2 separate regions of the Mus musculus genome follow, and region 1 is linked to region 2. Evidence: chromatin contacts called from public HiCAR-type data. All regions are on one chromosome and are shown on one strand. Each heading gives the region's core, a stretch centred on a gene start, on an enhancer-like site or on the middle of the called end of the contact. The rest is flanking DNA. Distances are from core to core; before and after follow the strand shown.

Region 1 (4,220 bases), core at 984-3,483, 730 kb before region 2:
ACGTGGTAGAAGTCTGTGAGTCTCACAAGGTGGCAACAGTGTCAATGGCGATGGTCTGCAGTAGCAGTGGAAATCCACGTGGTGGATGACGGTAGGTGCCAGCTGATGGAGTCCACATGGTGTAGCAGTGACTGCAGGTGGTGGCGGCCATCTCGTGGCATTGGTTCTCCTGCGGCAGTGGCAGATTCACCTGGTTCACCTTCATGTCAGGTAGTGACGGCTGCTGGGCCCCGCAGCTCCCCTGCATAGCGATTACCGAAATCTTTGGCACCAATGTTATCATCTTAATCGTTGCACATGTTCAGAAGGACTACACCAGGCCAAACAGTTCCACGTGAGGTTTATTGCGAGAGAGAGGGGCAAAGTGGTGGTGGAAAGAGAAGGGGGAGAGAGAGAGAGAGAGAGAGAGAGAGAGAGAGAGAGAGAGAGAGAGAGAGAGAGAGAGTTTCTTTATATATGGATGCTGACATAGTCACAGGTAAAGGTGGGAGATGAGCCAGGTGGATTCTGGGAATATGGTGGCTGTTTCCTTGGCAACAGGTGTTCAGGTAGCACCTATGTGATATCATGAGTTTCAGGAGGTCAGCTAGTCCCTGATTTTTAGATATGTAAATGTGCAATCTTATCTTGAAAAGATATAGATTCATAGTTCTTGGATTATTAGTGACTCTGGGCAAGTTATTTGGGGTTTTTTTGTTGTTGTTGTTTCTATTATTGCTGTTTTATTGTTTTGTTTTGTTTGGGAGCTCATGGGCCATTTATGATCCACTACTTTTTCATTCCAATCCCTATTGATTAATGAGTAAGTGGCTTAATGTGTAAGTGATTAACCTATACATTGGCTTAAAAATTTCTATTATCGGGCTGGTGAGATGGCTCAGTGGGTAAGAGCACCCGACTGCTCTTCCAGACTGCTCTTCCGAAGGTCCGGAGTTCAAATCCCAGCAACCACATGGTGGCTCACAACCATCCGTAACGAGATCTGACACCCTCTTCTGGAATGTCTGAAGACAGCTACAGTGTACTTACATATAAATAAATAAATCTTTAAAAAAAAAAAAAAATTTCTATTATCAAATGGTGAATTTTCTCCCTCTGTCTTAGTTACTCTTCTATTGCTATGACAAGAAACCATGACCAAGGCAACTCTTATAGAAGAATACGTTTAATTGGGACCTTGCTTACAGTTTCAGAGGGTTAGTTCTTTACCATCATGGCACAGGCAGCAGCAGAAAGAGAGAGACAGAGACAGACAGAGAGACACAGAGAGAGACAAAGACACAGAGAGAGACAGAAGAGACAAAGACAGACAGAGAGAGACAGAGACAGAGGGACAGAAGAGACAAAGACAGAGAGAGAGAGAGAGAGAGAGAAAGACAAAGACAGACAGATAGACACACAGGGAGAGAAAGACACAGAGAGAGACAGAAGAGACAAAGACAGACAGAGAGAGAGTGAGAGAGAGAAAGAGAGAGAGACTGGATCTGGTGTAGGCCAAGTAAGGACCAAGCATTCAAACATAGGAGCCTATGCTTCCATTCTCATCAAACCACCACACCCTTTTTCCACATTATGCAACACCCTTGGAAGATGTTAGCTCCTCCTTGCACAATCATGCTTCGTAGTTGATTCTGTGCATACTTTAAACCCCAGCAGGCCTTGCCTTTCATTACCTGATACCGACAACAGCCATTTCTTTACTCTCTCACACCACAGCAGCCCTAGGTACTGATTGATTTTGTACAGGACATAGATGACCCAGAGGTATCTGGAGACTTTAGGGAATATAGTTCTATTGGCTGTTCTAGATCCCATTTTTTCAGGCTCATATATTTGAATGCTTGGTAATGGGGAATATCACTACTTGAGAGGGATTAAGATGTGTACCCTTGTTGGATTAAGTGTAGCCTTCTTGGAGAAGAGTGTCACTGGTGGTGGGGTTTAAAGATTCAAAAGCCAAAGCCTGGCAGGCCCAGGGTCTTCTTCTTGCTGCCTGCAAATCCTAATGTACTCAAGTTAGTTCTCCAGCACCTTGGCTGCCTGCAAGCTGCCATGCTTCCCACCATGATGATAATGGACTAAACCTCTGAAATTGTAAGCCAGCTCCAATTAAATGCTTTCCTTTAAAAGAGTTGCTGTGGTTGTGGTGTATCTTTAGAGCAATAGAATGTTGACTAAGCACTTGCTGTGTTGTGCCCTTCCCCCAGCCTTGAGATGGCTAAACAAGTCTCAGATGGCTGAAGCCAGGTACCTGGCCTCACTGCATTGCATCTTCCTGCCTGAGCCTTGAGCTGACCACCTACTGAGCTTACTTTGCAACTCAATACAACTGAAAAAAAGCAACTGAACCCAGCCTAAAACAAAGAATGTTTCCTTGGGTCTGCCCTTTCTATTCCATGCCCAGCTCTCCTTCCAGGCATACCCAGTGCTCCATGACCGCTGGACTGCTACACCTAGTTGATTTTTGATTCCCATCTCTGCCTCTGGCATCATATGGCCATCAGTCTGTCAGTGTTTCTTTTTCTCTCCTCATAAGGACTCTAGTCAATTTTGATTAAAATCCTATCATACTGCTGTTCGGCCTTATCTGAACTAATTCCATGTGTAACCACCCTTCTTTCAAGTAAGAGAACATTCTGAAGTATTTGGGATTTGTACTTTACAGATTTTCTGGGGTAACATAGCTTAATTCACATCAAGAGAAAACTACTCCCCGGTATGCTAACCCCAGGGTATTGAATTATCTCTTGCTCAAAACCTACACCTGTTTAGTTTTTGTGACTGATGTCATTAATAAGTTCTCTGAGATGCGTTGTTTATATCATCAGAATTCTAAGCAGAAAGTATAGTTTATTTTATTTTTTAAGATATTGTCTTTATTTACACTTCAAATGTTATCCCCTTTCCTGGTTTCCCTTCTGAAAACCTCCCATTCCCTCACCCCTCACTCCCCATGCTCACCAACCCACCCATTCCCGCTTCCTGGCCCTGACATTCCCCTATACTGAGGCACAGAACCTTCACTGGACCAAGGGCCTCTCCTCCCATTGATGACCTACTAGGCCATCCTCTGCTACATATGCAGTTAGAACCCTGAGTCCCACCATGTGTTTTCTTTGGTTGGTGTTTGCATCCCAGGGAGCTCTGGACATACTGGTTAGTTTATATTGTTGTTCCTTCTATGGGGTTATAAACCCCTTCAACTCCTTGGGAACTTTCTCTAGCTCCTTCATTGGGGACCCTGTGCTCCATCAAATGGATGATTGTGAGCATCCATTTCTGTATTTGTCAGGCACTGGCAGAGCCTCTCAGGAGACAGCTATATCAAGCTCCTATCAGCAAGCACCTGTAGGCATCCACAATAGTGTCTGGGTTTGGTGGTTGTATATGGGATGGATCCCCAGATGGATTGGTCTCTAGATTCCTTCAGTCTCTGCTCCACACTCTGTCTCTGTAACTCCTTTCATGGGTATTTTATTCCCCCTTCTAAGAAGGATCGAAGTATCCACACTTTGGTCTTCCTTCTTCTTGGGTTTCATGTGTTTTTTGAATTGTATTTTGGGTATTCTGAGCTTCTGGGCTAATATCCACTTATCAGTGAGTGCATATCAAGTGTGTTCTTTTGTGATTGAGTTACCTCACTCAGGATGATAGTCTCCAGATCCATCCATTTGCCTATGAATCTCATAAATTAATTATTTTAATAAGTACATAGTACTCCTTCTGTATCCATTCCTCTATTGAGAGACATCTGGGTTCTTTCCAACTTCTGAATATTATAAATAAGGCTGCTAGTAGAGTATGTGTCCTTATTACATGTTAGAGCTTCTGCGGGGTATATTCCCAGGAGTGGTATAGCTGGGTCATCAGGTAATACTATGTCCAATTTTCTGAGGAACCGCCAAACTGATTTCCACAGTAGTTGTAACAGCTTGCAATTCCACCAGCAATGGAGGAATGTTCCTCTTCCTCCACATTCTTGCCAGCATCTGCTGTCACCTCAGTTTTTGAACTTAAGCCATTCTGACTGGTGAGAGGTGGAATCTCAGGGTTGTTTTGAATTGAATTTACCTGATGACTAAGGATGTTGACCATTTTTCAAGTGCTTCTCACCCATCTGGTATTCCTCAGTTGAGAATTCTTTGTTTAATTCTGTACCCCATGTTTTAATAGGGTGATTTGGTTCTCTGGAGTCCAGCTTCTTGAGTTCTTTGTACCTA
Region 2 (4,211 bases), core at 1,402-3,901:
GTTAAAATCAGGCAAGACCTTAAAAGAAATCTCAGTCCCTTGTCTCTGTTTACTTTGCTATGATTCCTAAGGAAGTCACAGAGCTAATTACTGAACGGACCAAGGCCAGAATCCAGATCTGTATTCAAATCAAATTTGAGCCAGCTCTTTATCAACCTTGCCAAGACCATGAGGCCATCCCTTCTTCAGAGTTCTTAGAATTCCCCAGCCCAGTCCATCATACTGTAAAGTCAAAGGAGACAGTGTTGTATAAACACCCTTAGGACAGCAGCCTGCCAGCTTGTGACAGTGGAGCTAGCCTTGACTTGTGAATGCCTGCTCCACAACTAGACTCTGCCCTGTGACCTTGGGAAATGGTTCCAGCTTTTCTTAGCCTTTCTTATCTATGAGACAAAGATAAAATTGGCTGCCTTTTGCATTTGTAACTTAGCCTTTTGTTTAAAGAAAGATCGCCCAAGGTTTTTGATGTGTTAAAATTATGGCTTGCGTCTGAACACAGCACACTGGGCCCAAGGAGTTCCACCTGTGAGAGGTTTATTGGGAGAGGGGGGGGAGGTAGTTTATTGGGAAAGAGAGAGAGGGAGGGGTGTTCCCCTTATTTATATGGAAAATGACATAATGCAGGTAAAGGTGGGAGGTGAGGCAAGTGGATTCTGGGAATTCTGTTGTCTTGGTAATCGGTCTGTAGGTCACACTGTTGCCTATGTGATGTCATAGGTTTAGGAGGTCCTGATGCCAACAGTTTTCTTTTCTTCTTTCTTAACTTCTTCCTTTCTTTCTCTTCCTTCTTCCCTTCCTTCCTTCCTTCCTTCCTTCCTTCCTTCCTCCCTCCCTCCCTCCCTCCCTCCCTCCCTTCCTTCCTTCCTTCCTTCCTTCCTTCCTTCCTCTCTCTCTTCTTGAAGATTTATTCTTTTTATTTATGTGTATGAGTATTCTGCCTACATGTATGTCTCCATACCATACACACCTGCAGTACCTCAAGAGGCCGGGTGGGGGGTTGTATTCCTTGGAACTAGAGTTAAAGAATATTCTGATCTGCCATGTGCTTCTGGGAATAAAATAAAACCCAGGTCCTCTAAAAGAGCAACCAGCACTCTTAACCACTGAGCTATCTTTCTGCCTTCCAAGGTTTTCTTTTCTATTTTAGAGATGGGGTCCCTGTATGAAACCCTGGCTATCCTGGAATTCTCCATGTAGACTAGGCTGACCTCAAACTCACAGAGATCCAACTGTCTCTACCTCCTGAGTACTAGGATTAAAGGCATTAAAGGTTTTACTGATAATCTTTATGAAAACGTAAAACTCAATTTTTGGGCAAAATGTATATGCTAAGTTCTTCTAGAAGGAAAAACTCTTCAAGACTTCTATAAATATTTAAAAATTTAGATACCTCTTATGCACGGTATAAAAATTTAAAACCAGAAAAAGAAAATACAATGAAAAAATTCTCGCTCTCTTCTCTCTGTCCTTATTAACTTTATTTACTTATTTATTTATTTATTTATTTATTTTGTAAACTCACTCCCATGAGTATGTATGTGTTCATGTAGCCTGTAGACATAGCCCAGGCATGTACTCATTGGGCTTTGAATACAATTCTCATCTTCCCTTCTTGGCTAACCTCTGCCAGTAGGGCTGCAGTAGCTATGATCAGAGCTGCCAGCAATGGGAGGATTGTTCTATGTTTTGTCCCATATTACTACTAGCGTAAGTCCATTAAGCACTTGAAATGTATTATTTTTATACTAACTTTTTATTGAAAATTTCTGAGCTTCACATCATGCACCCCAGTCCCACTCATCTCCCCATCCCTTTGTATCTGCCCTTGCCACCTCCTTTCCTTCTCCCACAAGAAAGTAAAAAGCAAAAAGAATAAAATTTAAAACATAAGAAAACATCCGGTTATGGTAGCTGTAGTGTGTCACTGTGTGTCCACTCAGCTTTCCTTGCAAATGCTCATTGCCATGAGTCATTGGTGTGGTTAGAGGACCTGGCTTCTGCTACACTATCAATACTGGATCCTCACTGTGACTCATCTTAGAGATCTTGTTGTTGTCCTGTGCCATGGAAATCCTGCAGCTTTGGATCTGTAAGACCGACCCTTTCACACACTCAGTTCATAGATGAGGTAGATGTTAGGGCAGGCCAGCCCAAAGCCCCTAATCTGGGCCTGGGTAGTAGCTTTGTTGGTCAGCCTATCAGTGAAGAGGTCAGCTCAGGAACTTTGGAAAATTCCACCAGACCCTTCCCCTCCAGAAGGGAAAGGCTAATTACATTCCTCAGACCACAGGGAGTGGACCAACCATCTGCCACCTGCTGGTGGGGGAGGCCCAGAGCACATAGACACATTCCTCAACCTTTGGCCACCTACAGACAAGGGAAGTCCATGCCACCTCATTCCCTAAAGACCAATCAATTTAAAAGTCACACTTCTCTGCCAACCACATTGTGCCTAATGGCTGCTGCTCTGAAAACTGTATTAAAAACTCACCTTTGTGAGGGTCGTTCTCTCTCTCCTTCCTTTGTAGGGCGACCCCACCATGCTGGAACAACAAAAATTCCTCTTGGTTTTGCATAGATTCCCCAGGAGTTGTTCACTGGGGGTGGGGGTGGGGGTTCTCCGGTGAGCTAAGGCTCACCAGAGTCTTACATCAGCTCTCCCATACCCACACCACCAGGGTAAACTCTCCAGCACTGCCCAGGCTCACCTAATGCCATATCTGGAAAGGGGCAAGACCAGCTCTCCTGCTCTCATGCCCATGGGGCTGGATTCCCCTCACCCACACCATCAGAGCCAGCTCTACTGTGCTTCCAAGTTGAAGTACAGGGCCCACTTTCTTAAGTGTTGAAGCCAGCAAAGAGTGAGGCCAGCTCTGCACAGCCCCTGGATATCAATATGGTCCCAGGAGGTAGTCCAGACCAGGGATATCCACGTGATCTTTATTGTTAATAGGAGACATGGACATCAACACAGATCCCTGCTGCTGCATGGCCACCAACCCAGACATGGCCCTCACTGGCAGCACAGGCTGGGACTTCATGACCTCAAACTGCTCACATCAGGCTATTCCTCTGCACCCTCCACCCTCCTATCTCCAATTCTCTTTATAATGGCCAAACCATTTGGCTTCTCGTTTCTCTCTGGTCTCTCCACCACATACTTGTATATTGCAGTGGCTCCTGCTATGAAAGGGCCTCCTGGCTGGCTGGCCTCTGGGTCAAAATGTATTATTTTACAACTGAATTTTTAATAGTTAAATAATTTTGAAAGATTTAGTAATCAGGGCAAGTGAGGTAGCTTTTTGATAGAAGTGCTAGCTTCAAAAACCTGATACCTGAGTTTGGTCCCCAGACCCCACATGAAGGGTAGAAGAAGAGAAGAGAGCCCTTGTTCCACAGAATTGATTCTGATTTCCATACTAGCCACAGCATACATATCTATCTATCTATCTATCTATCTATCTATCTATCTATCTATCTATCTATCTATCTATCTAGGCTGGTTATTTTTGCACTGCAGAGAACTGAATTCAAAGCTTCATGGATGCTAAAGAAGCAACATACCAAAGAACTGTATCCCTAACCCATCTATTTAATATATTTTGAATTATAACATTGCATGTTTCTGTTCAAATCTGCCACAAGAGGTGAGCATCCATTCTTGCAAACACAGTAGGGATTAGATGCAGGCGTATCTGCAGGGGAGTGATCTGAAGCCCAGCGAGGGAGTGACTCTGTTCACAAAACAGTAATGAAGTAGTAACCTTGTTAAGCCTTCCCTCATCCTCAAACATCCATTAACAGTAGAAGTCCTTGCTCAGGATGCTAACTGCAGGGGCCAGTGTGTGCTTTAGTTTCACACCACTGTGTTGCTCTCTACATTGCCCCCACCAGGGAAGGGACTGTAGAGTCAGAGAGGAAGTTTTTCAAAGCCATTTCTGATAAATGCCAGTGTCGAAAACTCGTTTTCTATACTTTAGGAAGCTGGTTTCATTCAGCTATACAAATTATTTAAAAGTATCACCAAGTTTGTTCTGCTAGCTTTGGCAAGAACAGTTATAGTTGTAAGCCGCTCATGGCCTACAAGAACAGGGTACTCCTGAAAGGCAGGCTGGGGCTGAAAAAGACTTAGACTTCGAGAGAAGAATGAGGCCAAGACAAATTGCTCTGATTAAAGCCTGCGAGTTTACTGCGAGACTGTGCTTATAAAG

The links. HiCAR-type assays count read pairs that join an accessible place to other places.
Region 1: a contact with region 2 is called in a HiCAR-type map of embryonic stem cells, with 4 times the contacts expected there. The contact joins two enhancer-like sites. A contact is called at or near these places in 3 of 39 promoter capture datasets (embryonic stem cells, maxillary cranial neural crest and stem cell-derived epiblast-like cells) and 3 of 115 datasets of contacts at active chromatin or transcription factors (all in embryonic stem cells).

The regions. Positions count from the first base shown.
Region 1 is chr10:31,455,059-31,459,278 of GRCm38.p6, reverse strand. It overlaps Gm51764 (a long non-coding RNA gene), which reads right to left. Exons shown (of 3, transcript XR_003948861.1): 2 at 3-310. Among named protein-coding and RNA genes, the nearest start is that of Gm51764, 8.4 kb to the right of the region's middle. Within about 2 kb of position 2,233, at least 12 of the 459 cell types and tissues checked have an H3K27ac peak or open chromatin away from gene starts, as enhancers often do. A contact at or near this core is called in embryonic stem cells and stem cell-derived epiblast-like cells, where this site is marked.
Region 2 is chr10:30,727,766-30,731,976 of GRCm38.p6, reverse strand. The region is part of intron 2 of Ncoa7 (nuclear receptor coactivator 7); the gene reads left to right. Among named protein-coding and RNA genes, the nearest start is that of Ncoa7, 73 kb to the left of the region's middle. Within about 2 kb of position 2,651, at least 83 of the 459 cell types and tissues checked have an H3K27ac peak or open chromatin away from gene starts, as enhancers often do. A contact at or near this core is called in embryonic stem cells and stem cell-derived epiblast-like cells, where this site is marked.